2 separate regions of the Pan troglodytes genome follow, and region 1 is linked to region 2. Evidence: chromatin contacts called from public Hi-C data. All regions are on one chromosome and are shown on one strand. The core of a region is the stretch at or near the end of the contact, and the rest is flanking DNA. Distances in the headings are between cores, read along the strand shown.

The links. A called contact is a pair of places that touch in the nucleus more often than the background predicts.
Region 1: a Hi-C map of stem cell-derived neural progenitor cells shows a contact between it and region 2, with 5 times the contacts expected there. The contact joins the promoter of CCND1 here to the enhancer-like site in region 2. A contact is called at or near these places in 3 of 7 Hi-C or Micro-C datasets (induced pluripotent stem cells and stem cell-derived neural progenitor cells) and 1 of 1 datasets of contacts at active chromatin or transcription factors (stem cell-derived excitatory neurons).

What each region holds. Positions count from the first base shown.
Region 1 is chr9:71,694,600-71,700,543 of NHGRI_mPanTro3-v2.0_pri, reverse strand. It overlaps CCND1 (cyclin D1), which reads right to left and starts at 2,857. Exons shown (of 5, transcript XM_016921434.3): 1 at 2,467-2,857; 2 at 733-948; 3 at 1-154. The coding sequence starts at 2,664.
Region 2 is chr9:71,488,386-71,494,523 of NHGRI_mPanTro3-v2.0_pri, reverse strand. No RefSeq gene overlaps it. Among named protein-coding and RNA genes, the nearest start is that of MYEOV, 140 kb to the right of the region's middle. Within about 2 kb of position 1,468, at least 4 of the 24 cell types and tissues checked have an H3K27ac peak or open chromatin away from gene starts, as enhancers often do. A contact at or near this core is called in induced pluripotent stem cells and stem cell-derived neural progenitor cells, where this site is marked.

The DNA of each region.
Region 1 (5,944 bases), core at 1,608-4,107, 200 kb before region 2:
CACAGAGGGCAACGAAGGTCTGCGCGTGTTTGCGGATGATCTGTTTGTTCTCCTCCGCCTCTGGCATTTTGGAGAGGAAGTGTTCAATGAAATCGTGCGGGGTCATGGCGGCCAGGTTCCACTTGAGCTTGTTCACCAGGAGCAGCTCCATTTGCTGCGAACACAGGGTGAGCGGCCATCAGGGGAGGTGCGGGCCGGCCCCGGGGGCGCGGAGAAGCCGGCAGCACGGGGGCCGGGCCACGCCGCACCTCCGGCTCAGAGCACTGGCCCCTGCGTCTCGTGCGGTCCTGGACGTTGGAGGGGAGGGCTGGCGAATGCTGGGGAGTCAAGGGAGCTGGGGCAACACGCAATCCCAGATCAAAACAGAAAAGGCGCCCGCCGCGTGAAAAGACTCTGCAAGTGGAAACAAAAAGACCTCCCACCACCTGGAACTGGAGGCTCAGCGCCGAGCGCGGCGCTCCTCGTGCAGCCGCTGGAGGGCGCGCGCCGCCCACTTTTCGGCCACACCGCGGGGCGCGAACGCGGTGGGAGTCGCAGGCAAGCGCACACAGGGCGGCGGGACGGGGGCGGCTAGGATCCCGCCCGCTCCCCGGACAGGGACGCCCGGCGGCGGGGCCGCCCTCCCTCGGAGGAGCAGATATGTCAGAGGCGGGCCGGCCGCCACCGCCTGCACCTTCCCCGGCCCTGCGTGCGGCTCGCGGGGGGCGGGGGGCGGCGGGGTCCAGTGGTTACCAGCAGCTCCTCGGGCCGGATGGAGTTGTCGGTGTAGATGCACAGCTTTTCGGCCGTCAGGGGGATGGTCTCCTTCATCTTAGAGGCCACGAACATGCAAGTGGCCCCCAGCAGCTGCAGGCGGCTCTTTTTCACGGGCTCCAGCGACAGGAAGCGGTCCAGGTAGTTCATGGCCAGCGGGAAGACCTCCTCCTCGCACTTCTGTTCCTCGCAGACCTACAGAGGCACGGGGCCCGTGACCGCCGCCGCCAGGTCGCGCCCCCCCCCGCACGCCCCCGCACCCCCCATCGCGCTTGGCAGGGCCGCCAGGTCTGGAGGGCGCCGAGGGGTCGGGGCTGGGGGCGGCAGGAGCTTCCCGTGATGCGCCCCCTCCCCCGCGCGTCCCCAGTACCCACCCTCCCCGAAACTGAAAGGGAAAGTCCCCGCGAGGCTGGCACGGTGGGGGCGGGAGCGGGCACAGCTGGGCGGCGTGCGCGGCGGCGCGGGCTGCCGGCCCCCGGGACCCTGGCCCGCCCTGGAGCTCCGTGGTCCCTCTGACTGGGGGTCGACACCCACTGGGGTGCGGGGCCGCGGAACGGGCCGCGGGGTTGGGCGCCGCGCCTGCGAGACACAAAGGTGGCGTCCCAGGCCGCCGCGCCGCATTTCCCCAGACGTCATCTTTTCAAAAAATATTTAAAAATATTAAAAAAATAACTAAGTGCATAAAAAAACCCTGAAAATGACCCTCGGGCGACCCTTTACCCAGGCCGGGGGTTGGGAGTTCGTTACAGGCTCCAGGGGGAGCCCCAGGAATTCAAACTCCGGGGCCCCCCCTTCCCCCTGGGCGCGGGCGGCGTTTCCCTCTCGCAAGGGCACCACGCCGCACTTTCAAAAATTATTTAAAAATACTTGCGGGCCCCTCAGGCGCCCACCGAAGGTCTGAAAATGTGCTCCCAGGCCCCCGGCTCGCTCGGAGAAGGTCCTCCAAGCCGATATCCCTGCAGACGGGGATCAAGCCCTGGCGTCTTGGGGGCCACGCGACCTTGCAGCTCGCCGTGCTCTCCGGCCCAGGCTGCCCGTTCGGGGCGCCCCGGGACTCGCTGCTTGAACAAAGGCCCCCCCTTCCCTAGCGGGGTCCCCCCAAAACTACCCATGCCGCGTCCCTGCGCCCCTCCCGCGGGCTCCCGGCAGCCGCGCGGCCCCTAGCTGCGGCCCCAGCGCCCGGCGGCCGCTCCCCGCCCCCACCCTGCCCCCAATTATTAATAAACACTTTTGCTTTGCAATAAAAGAGCAAAGATGGCGCATAATACTGGCACGAGCGGCCTTTGCATACGTGTCCATGGATATTAATTTAAAAATCAAATCTATGCCCCCTCCCCCCGGAGTTGGCGGCTCCCGGCCGCTGAGGCGCAGCCGGGCTGGGGCGCAGGCGGGGGACACAAAGCGCACCCAGCCTGCCAGCCCGCACCCTCGGGCCCATTGGGGTGCCCCTGGCACTGGCTTCTCCCGAAGGCACCCCTCCCCGACCCCCTTCTCCCCTCCCACGAAACGCAACTTCTAGCACCCCCACCCCCACCCCTTCCTCCTTCAGAAAATACCCACAATTTTTATTTTGAAAATACGGATCCCTAGCAACACCACGGCAAACTTCAAAGTTCTAGCGGGAGAGAAGGGAGGGGGGTGAGTAGCAAAGAAACGTGGGTCTGGGCAACAAGTTGCAGGGAAGTCTTAAGAGAGCCGCCCGAAGCCCCGCACCTCCAGCATCCAGGTGGCGACGATCTTCCGCATGGACGGCAGGACCTCCTTCTGCACACATTTGAAGTAGGACACCGAGGGCGCGCAGGTCTCCTCCGCCTTCAGCATGGCCCGCAGCACCCGGTCGTTGAGGAGGTTGGCATCGGGGTACGCGCGGCGGATGGTTTCCACTTCGCAGCACAGGAGCTGGTGTTCCATGGCTGGGGCTCTTCCTGGGCAGCTGGGGAGGGCTGTGGGTCCTGGCTGGGTCCGCGCTCGGCTCTCGCTTCTGCTGCCCCGCGCTCCCTTGCGCTCTTCTGCCCCTCGCCGGAGCGTGCGGACTCTGCTGCTCGCTGCTACTGCGCCGACAGCCCTCTGGAGGCTCCAGGACTTTGCAACTTCAACAAAACTCCCCTGTAGTCCGTGTGACGTTACTGTTGTTAAGCAGAGATCAAAGCCGGGCAGAGAATGGGAGCGGGAGGGGGGCGGGGGCGGGCGCAGGGGGAGGGGGCGCGGGCGCCAAACGCCGGGAGCAGCGAGGGGCAGAGCCCAAAAGCCATCCCTGAGGCGCCGCGCCTGCCCTGCGGCGGAGTTGCCCCTGTAGTCCGGTTTTCATAGAAATGCAAATCGCCCCGCTGCAGCCTTTCTCCCCGCCAGGGAAGAGGGGTGCAGGGGGCCCCGTCCGCCTCGAGTGGGTCCCCCGGGATTTAGGGGGTGAGGTGGAGGTGGCTCTGCAGTAGGGGACAACTAGGAAGGCCGGCAGGCCACACGCAGCCTGGGGAGACCACGAGAAGGGGTGACTGGGGCGCGGCGACACCCCATATCCAAGCCGGCAGAATGGGCGCATTTCCAAGAACGCCACGAGGGCACCCACGGGCGGACAGACGGCCAAAGAATCTCAGCGACTGCATCTTCTTTCATTTTCATTAACACGTGTAAATTGCAAGAACTAATTTAGCATGCAGGGACGGGGAGGACCGGGCACACAACCCCTGTGCAAGTTTCATTCCGGCGCACAGGGGCGTCGTTGCAAATGCCCAAGGGGGTAACCCTAAAAGTTAAAGGGATTTCAGCTTAGCGTGCGCTCGCTCAAAAAATAAAATAAATGCCCAAAAATTCCAGCAGCAGCCCAAGATGGTGGCCAGCATTTCCTTCATCTTGTCCTTCTAGCCTGGAGACTCTTCGGGCTGCCTTCCTACCTTGACCAGTCGGTCCTTGCGGGGGTCCCCAACTGCACCCCCTCCCTTCCCGTGCCGGCAATTTAACCGGTAGAAACACACCTCTGAATGGAAAGCTGAGAAACAGTGATCTCCATTCTGACTCATTTTTTTTTAATTAAAAAAGAAATTAAATTGCTGGAAATATTAGTCCCCTCTGCCTGGGACAAGACCACCGGAAGGTTCCTAATTGGTTTTGTTGGGGGTGTAGACGTCCCTTCACCTTTAGAATTTGCCCTGGGACTGAATTCGTGAGTGTGAGGGGGCTGGCAGGAGCCGGCATAATTCAGAACAATTATCAATTAAACGAGTGTACTGATCTGATTTTTAGCAAAATCGATAGGTGTTCGTGGTTACATGAGAGGGTCCCCAATATTATCGCAAACTTAAGCAGATGTAAATTAAAATACACAGTTTTTAAAATTACAGGTTCTGTCTCTTTGGTGCGTTAAAAAATAAAAGGACATTTTACTGTCTTAACTTTTGTTTTTATTTTTACAGTACCTGCCCCAAATTAAGAGAACTGTTCATTTACTTCCTTTTGAATATAGTTCAGTGTCATCAAACCACCGTACCCTCTTAACAGTAAAAGCTCAAAGAAAACGGATAGAAAAAGCCCTCTCCCCTTCGCCAGGGTGCTCACAGCAAGATGCGAACCCCCCCCCCCCCCCCACCACCTTTCAGGGTGAATTCCTCCCGCGCCCCCTCCCCCGCCGGGAATTAGGATTACTAATATTCCGGGTCCTGGGGGGTAATTACCCCCGGATTCCGCATGGGGAGCGATGGGTTGCCCCAGCAGGGAGCACCTACGGTCGTGCCCCCCCCACTCCCCGAGCACCCACAATCGCGTTGGCCCCCGCATAGCCAAGCCTCAGAGCATCAGCCCGCGCACCAGGGCGGCCCAGCTGCTTTTTCATTCATAAAATCCCGACCCGGCGGCCGCCTGGATGATTTATGGGGCCCGGAGCTATCACCCGGCCTCTCCCATCCGGGGGGGCGAGGGGCCCCGAGCCCCGCGTGCGCCCTGGCCCAGCCCGAGGCGCGAAGCGGGCCGAAGTCGGCTAGGGGCAGCAGGGCATAAAGAGGCTCGCCCACTCCGGCAAAACCGGCTCTGGGTCCAGGAGGGAGCTTCACCCCCCCATCCCGGGCGCAAGACCGAGGAAACTGGAATTAGCATGAGCCAATGGGGGCGCGGCGCTGTTACTAGGCGGACCCGGCAGATCTCGACTAGGAACTTCGTTGATTTCCCGGCTCAGGGACGAGCGCAAAATTGCAAGCCCGGTTAGCGAGCGTAAAGAGCCGTCCAGGAACCCGCGGGGGAGGCGCTGGAATTTGGGCCCCGGCGGGGAGCGCCAGCTGCCCAGCCCCCACCTGGGGGAACCCTGCTTGGCGGCCCCCGGGTCCCCCGAGGGGGCCAATACCTCTGGGCTTTTGAGGGTCATTGCTTCAAGAAGCGCAGAGAAAGCATTTTGATTTTATTTTTTCCAAAGAGAAAAGCAACTTTAAAAAACTTTTCTGTTGCAGTTTTACTTTACACTGTCTTCTTAAAACCCACCACGAAGCAGGAACTGCGGATTCTGGGCTCATTTAAAGTGCTCTGTTCTTATTTCTTGGTGACCACTTGGAGACAAAGGGCAAGTGGCCCAGTCGGGAGGGTAACCACGTTGTTTGAAAGAAAATCCAAAATTAACTGAAATCACCTTCACGCTTTCCTCGCCCCCTGGCCCCCGCCCTGGTGACCGCGGCCTGGGCGGATGGTCGGTCAGGAGAAAGCGAATTCCGCTGCAGGCGCGTGTTCGCCACCGTCCCTGGCTGTGGGAACCTTCATTCAGGCGGGGGAAGGGAGCGCGTTCATTCAGGAACCGGCGCGCCGCGACGCAGACCCCGGGACTCAGCGCGGCTGCGCGCCGCGGGGCTCGGGGCTTGGGTTGGGGGCGGGTGGTGCAGGGACCAGTCCCGACCTTTCGCCGGCGACCTCCCGCACCCGCTTTTCCACCAGGGCGGCTGGCGGGCGGGCGCACCCAGGTGGGGTCACCTGCAGCCGCATACCTGGCGGCGACTTGAAAGGACTTGGCTCAGGCTCCGCGAGTTTTCCATTGTTAAGCCCTTAAGTCGCCCGGGAAAACGCTTCCGAAAGCCGGCCCCTGGGTTCCGAAGGCGCTCGAGCTCCCCTTCCCCCCACACTGCTTGCTTTTGGGGTGCGCGTGGCGGCCCACGTGCTATGGCAGCTCTGCTTCGCTTACGTAGCGCCGATCCCGGGCGCCCCAAAACTGCGAGGTGGG
Region 2 (6,138 bases), core at 219-2,718:
TGGGACGGTTGAGGTTTTCACACCGGGCCACACCTGAGCCACTAGGAGCCGGGAGGCTCTGATCGTCTCTCCGCCTGTCTCTCTCTGGCATCGCCAGGGCTGACTTCATTCCACGTCCACGCGGAAACAGCAGGGCTATCTCAGTGCAATCCTGGTTTTGTATTCAGAGCCTCCTCTGAGTGAGTGCCAGGGTGCACCGTGGAAGGAGCCTGGCTTTGCCCACTGCAATCCCGTGCCCTCACCCTAGTCTTTTAACCTCTCACGACTCAGGTTCCTCATCTGTGAAATGGAGCTGTCTTCTTTGTGGGGTTAGTGGAAGCAATAAGCAAGAAGTGTGTCCACACAGGCCCAGCCTTTTTGGGGCCTCACTGTGACCAGACACTGCGCTTTGGACTAGGGGATGGGATGCGACTTAGGGGAGCTGCGGCCACCTGTCTCTGGAGGCTGAAGTCTCCCTGCGGACCACCCTTCCTCAGGACCACCCTTCCTCGCTTGCACGTCTCCCCTGCAGTCAGGACTCACCCGCCCCCACGCCAGGCTCTCCCTAGTGGATCAGGCTGTACAACCTGGTTTGTATGAGGAAAGGCAGCCGCTGGGGCCCCAGTGCAGCAAGAGAGGGGAGGAGGAGGTGTTCAGAGGGAAGACCCCTCCCCACCCCCGTTGGCCCCTTGTCTTCAAAGGAAGGGCGTGACCTTTCTGCCCCCCAGACCCACCCTGAGGGTCACTGTGGCGGTGAAGCCTGGTGCCGGCACTTGTGCCCGCCCTCTGACTTGCAGTGTCCCGAGACGTATTCAGGGGAGCCAGGTATTCAATCAGCAAGGCTCCCAACAAGATGGGGTGGGTGGGAGAAGCACCCACAATTCTCTAGAAGGCTTTCAGGGCATTCTTCACTAAAGAGACACATTGGAGTCTGGAACCCCTCCCCTAGCAGGGGGACACCTCCAAGCTGTGCTCAAAACTGGAACAGGATAATTTGGGTTGGAGTGTTCTCTGTCTCTGCCTCTCTGTCTCTCTCTCTCCCTTTCTCTCTGTCTCTCTGTCTCTGTCTCTCTCTCGCTCTCTGTCTCTCTCTCCCTTTCTCTCTGTCTCTCTCTCTCTCCCTCTCTCCCTGTCTCTCTCTCTCTCTCTCTCTCTCAGTCCCTCTCTCTCACTCTCTCTTGCTCTCTCTTTCCTCCTGTCTCTCTAAAAGTCTCCTTTCCTCTAAGGGCAAAGCAGCAGCTGTCAGGCCCTTAGAGCAGGACCCCTGGTTGGTGCAGGCCCAGGGCCAGCCCCTGGTCCTGGCCTTTCTTCCCCTGGGGGATGAATAGTGAATGCAGCCGCCCTGGGAGTTGGGCGACCTGGGGGGCTTGGAGGGAAGGGCAGGAGGGCCCAGGGCTGACACAGCACGCCTGGCTGGGGTGGGGGCAGTGGTGTGGGTGGCTGACCACATTCCTGGGATGCCGGGCTGCAGGGCTGGGCGGCTGTGTCTACACCTGTCTGCCCCTGTCGGCTGTGAGCAATGCAGCCAGGGATGGGGCAGCTAGAGCCATGCTGTGGTCTGGCCAGTGGGCCAGGCACGTGAGCTAGTTCATGCCCTGCTGCACCAACACCGTTCACCTGGCGAGGTCAGTGGCCTCATTGAGGGGAAGAAGGGCTCTGTCCCTAGAGTCTAGCAAGCCTGGGCCATGGTCTGTGGGGCTTGTCAGGGTGACTTCACCTCTGTGAGCCTCAGTTTCCCTCCCTGGAAAGTGGAGCATAACATGGGTGGGGTCCCCGGTGCTGGCCTGCAGAGCCCTGGGAGACGTGTGGAGTACAAGCCCCATATGCTAGGCCAAAAGATCCGCAGACCAGGCAGATTAACTGATAGAAATGAAAGTCCAAGATCAAGGTGTCAGCAGGGCAGGCTCCTTCTGAGGCTGCGGGGAAGGAACTGGCCCAGGTTTCTCTCCTTGGCTTGCAGGTGGCCCATGCCTCTCCACATCAGCTTCCCTCCCACGCAGCCTCTGTGCCTGAACTTCCTCTTTTAGTAGGACTGCGGTCATATTGGATTAGGGCCCACCCTAATGGCCTCCTCAGAACTTGGTGACCACTGTAAAGGCCCTATCTCCAAATCAGGAAATGTTCCGGGGTCCTGGGGGTTAAGACTTCAACATAAACATCTTGTTGGAGGGGGGTTGCAATTCAGTCCACACCCGCTTCCCTCGTCTCACTTCGTCCAGCACTCAGCACCCTCTGGCCCTGCCCTTAGCTGTGGGTCTGGATTTCCCATCTCTTCCACAGTGAGCCCTGTTAGGGCGGCGTCTTTATCCCATTTGCTGTTACACCTGCAATTCCTAGGGTGCTGGCTTGTACTCATCATTTAGCGGACCGTTGCTGAATGGCTAACAAATCCAGGATACAATTTGTAGGTGCACCAAGCCAGGCGAGGTATCTGTGTCACCTGCCCGTCAGTGGCCCCAGGCTGGGAAGACCCCTTGGGTCATGCTTGGACACTCTGCCCCATGGGCAGCCAGAACTCCGGGCCGAGTGGTCAGCGGCCGCCACACCTTGCCGGAGCAGAAGCACCCCTGCCATCCCACAGGCGAGACGGACCTAGCTCGGTTTCCCAACACTCTGTTGAGATGGGGCTGCCCAGAAGCCCACACAAGCCCACACCTGGGAGAATCCCAGCCCCGCGTTCTGGTTCAAGTCGCTGCTGGTTTGGGTTCAGAGCCCAAACATGAGCTCCTGCTCTTCTCGGTGTGGTCTGAGGCTGTGGATATCCTGAGAACATCTGTCTCAACAGAACAGCTTCCTCCATGTTGCCTATATCCCAAATTCACTCCCAAGTGGCTTTTGTCTGGCAGATTCCGGTGGATTATGCAAAGAGGGACTGCCAGAGAATCTGAGCTGTTGGAAGACTTCTGAAACGTCACTGCGGTGGCGGTGGCGGAGGCACTGCCCCGGGGGGACAAAAGTCTTGTCTCTTCCTCCAAATGTGGAGGATCAGATTAGAGTTGACTTGTGTGTTTCCAAACCCGTTGTCGTCCCAGCATTCAACTAATTTGAAGATCCCAAAAGCCTCAGAAGAGGGTGGCAGAAGAAGAAAGGGACAAACACAAAAGGGGAAGGACAAGAGGGCAGACCGTTAAAAAAAAAAAAAACCCAACAAGAATGCAGTTTGCTCCTGGGTGGACCCTCCCACCCCGTGCCTGCCCCGAGCTGGCCCCTGACCTGTGCCGGCAGCTCAAATTCCTAACATCTGGCCCAGGGTAAGGATATGGGCAACTCATTAAGGAAGCGTGTCCTCGCTAGGTGCCGAGCACTCACTCCAAGGGACTTTGCTCCTGGATGCCCAGGCTCAGAGAGGGCTGTGAGCCTCCCATGGTCACACAGCAGCAGTCCAAGTGCCTGGGGTAGTCCGATGCCCACATCCCCCTTGAGGTCCCAGGCGAGGGCATGGCCACAGGATGCAGACCCCTGCCTGGGTAGGTCTCTGGTCTTCTATGGCACCTACTTGTAAGCCTCCCCAGCAAGTTCAATGTGGGGCTCCCAGCACCGGTCCTTGGGATTTGGGGGTTCCTTGGTTTCTTCTCTTTTCTCTCTACCCTTCTTCTCCCTGGGTGACCTCATCCGTTCCCCTGGATGAGGTGTGGTCCCCTCCTCAGTTCAATGCTGGGAGCCCTGCACTGAACCTGGAGGGAACCAGCAGGCTCTAGGTCCCGACTTTTGGAGTAGGGCCTGCCCCTTCCTTCCTGCCCCTTTCTCTAGGGAGTGCTGTGAAGGGTGCATTTGGGCCCTGGGGGCCCATGAGTTTGGGCCTCCAGGATAGCTGAGAGCACGTGGGCCTGGCCTGCCCACTCTTCCTGAAGCCCCCCAGCTTCGCCCCACTCCTGGGCCCTGACCAGCCTCCTGCCTTTGCCTTTGTCTGGCCTTGGGTTTCCCAGGCAGCGGCAGCTTTGCTCTTTTTCTCGCAGGTCTCAGGTGTCACCTCTTGAAAATTCAAAGGAGGATCCTTCGAATTCATGAACCAGCAACCTCCCAGGAGGTGGGTCTTCCCACCCTGCACCATCCGGCCTTAGGAATTCAGTCCGGAGCCCTCCCTCCCCAGGGCCTGGGGCCTGGAAGTCGGAGCCAGCCAGAGCAGGGAAGGGTCGGGCCCTGGAAATCCAGAGTGGCCTGCCTGGGCCGGGGTGGGGCTGGGCATGGGGAGGCGTGGGTCCTGTCGGGGTTGGGACCAGCGCTCCAGCTTCCCTAGCTGATTTCAGCATTTAATTTTAATTCCACAAATAGAGAAAAAGAAAGAAAACTCCTGAAAGTCACGGCAGATCCTCACGGCTCTGCAGATGTCCTGCGGAGGTTGAGCCTCTGCACTTTGGCCTCAGCTGCCCAGGTACCAGTCTCAGCTACTGTCACTGGCAGTGTGGCCTGGGCAGCCATGTCCCCTCCCCAGGCCTCAGTCTCCCAGTGTGTCAAATATCTGCCCCGTCTCAGGTCTCATTCTGCTGCTTCCCCCTTGTGATCATACCCTGCCCCTCCCCCCTCCCCAAGGACTTCCTGGCCTTAGCCCACAAACCTATGCAGGTGGTTCCATCAGAGACTGTCCCCCCCAGCCACCCCAGCCCTCATCCTAAGTCCCATGCTCCCCTCCCCTGCAGGAGGCCACTCCGTCCTCCTAGTACTCTCTTCTCCCAGCATCTCCAGTTCTCCACTGCCCGCTTTTCCTGCTGCCCCACTTGCTGGTCCCCTGGAGTCCCCCAGACATCATCGCTCCTGCAGTCAGCAAGGATTTGGTGGGTGCCTGTTGAGGGGGCCGCTCCTCTGGGGCTGGAGTGCAGCGATGCGTGAAACATTATGATCCCTGATCGCCTGGGGCTTCTGGTCCCATGGGATTTGAGGGTTCCTTGGTTTTTTTCTCTTTCAACCCTTCTTCTCCCTGGGTGACCTCATCGGTTCCCATGGATTGAAATATCCTTATGCCAATGACTTCCAAATTTGTCTCTTCAGCCATGACCTCTCCTCCAAACTCTGGACCCACATATCCGGCCATCCACTTGACATCTCCCTTTGGGGTCTCCCAGACATGTCAAGCAGATCGTGTCCAAGCTGGTGTCCAATCCTTTCCCAGGCAACTCAACTCCCGTCTTCCCCATCTCAGTAAATCCCACTGCCACCCCTCCACTAGCTCCATCCAGAAACCTCTACGATCTCCTTGCTTCTCCCTGTCCATATCCACGATCAGGAATTCATCCACAGACCTGTGCATCCTGTCTCTGCAGATCCACAGCCTCACCCCATCAGCATCCCGGTCCATAGAGAGAGACCTGGTGACACAGATGGTACTTCAGAGAGATGACGTGAATGGCGTCTCTAGTCATGAGAGTCAGGGTTTGGGTTGAAGCTACTCCGCCAGGGAGAAGTGGAGATCCAGGGCCCCTCCAGGGACACGCAGGGAGAAACCGCTTCCCCCAGCCTCGGGGTGGAGCCCCTGGTTACCCTCTGAGCCCCAGAGCCTTGTGTCCCCAGGGAGGCAGAGGGTGGAAAAGACTGATGGGTAGAGAGAGTGAGAGCATCAAGACCCCTCTACACTGCAGTACAAGAGGCTCCCTTTTGGGTGGGCGTGACAGGAGACATCCCAGCACGTGGATCCCAGCCTTTGGACTTGGTGACTGTGATCAGCTAAGAGTAAAACTGTTCTTGCTTTATTCTTCTGGGAAAGGGCTACACCTGCTGGGTTCCACACCAGGTGAAGACCGGGCAGGTATTCTATTCAAAAGGGTGTGGCTTTGCCACCCATTTGACAGGAGAGAAAACGGAGGCATGGAGTTACCAGGATGTGAGCAGCACAGCAGAGCAGTCCTGTTCAGGGCCTCACACTCCCTCCCCACAGCCCCCTTCCTGACCCTACATCCCCCGTTCCAGGCAGTTCCTAGCACCATAACGTAAGTGGACAAGCCTCACTCTGGAAGGAGAGCACAGGGCCCTGTCCCTCCTGGGGGCCCGCTGAGAAGCACAGTGGAGTTCTCCAGGGACCACCATCACACCGAGGTCACGTTACCATAAAGAAAGGGCCCCTGCTCACACACATTTCCCAGTCACTAGCAGTGAGCACGTGGCAGCCTCCAGCAGCTCGGGTTCCTCCAGGCCACACCCTAGACCTGGCCACCCACCTTCTGGCTT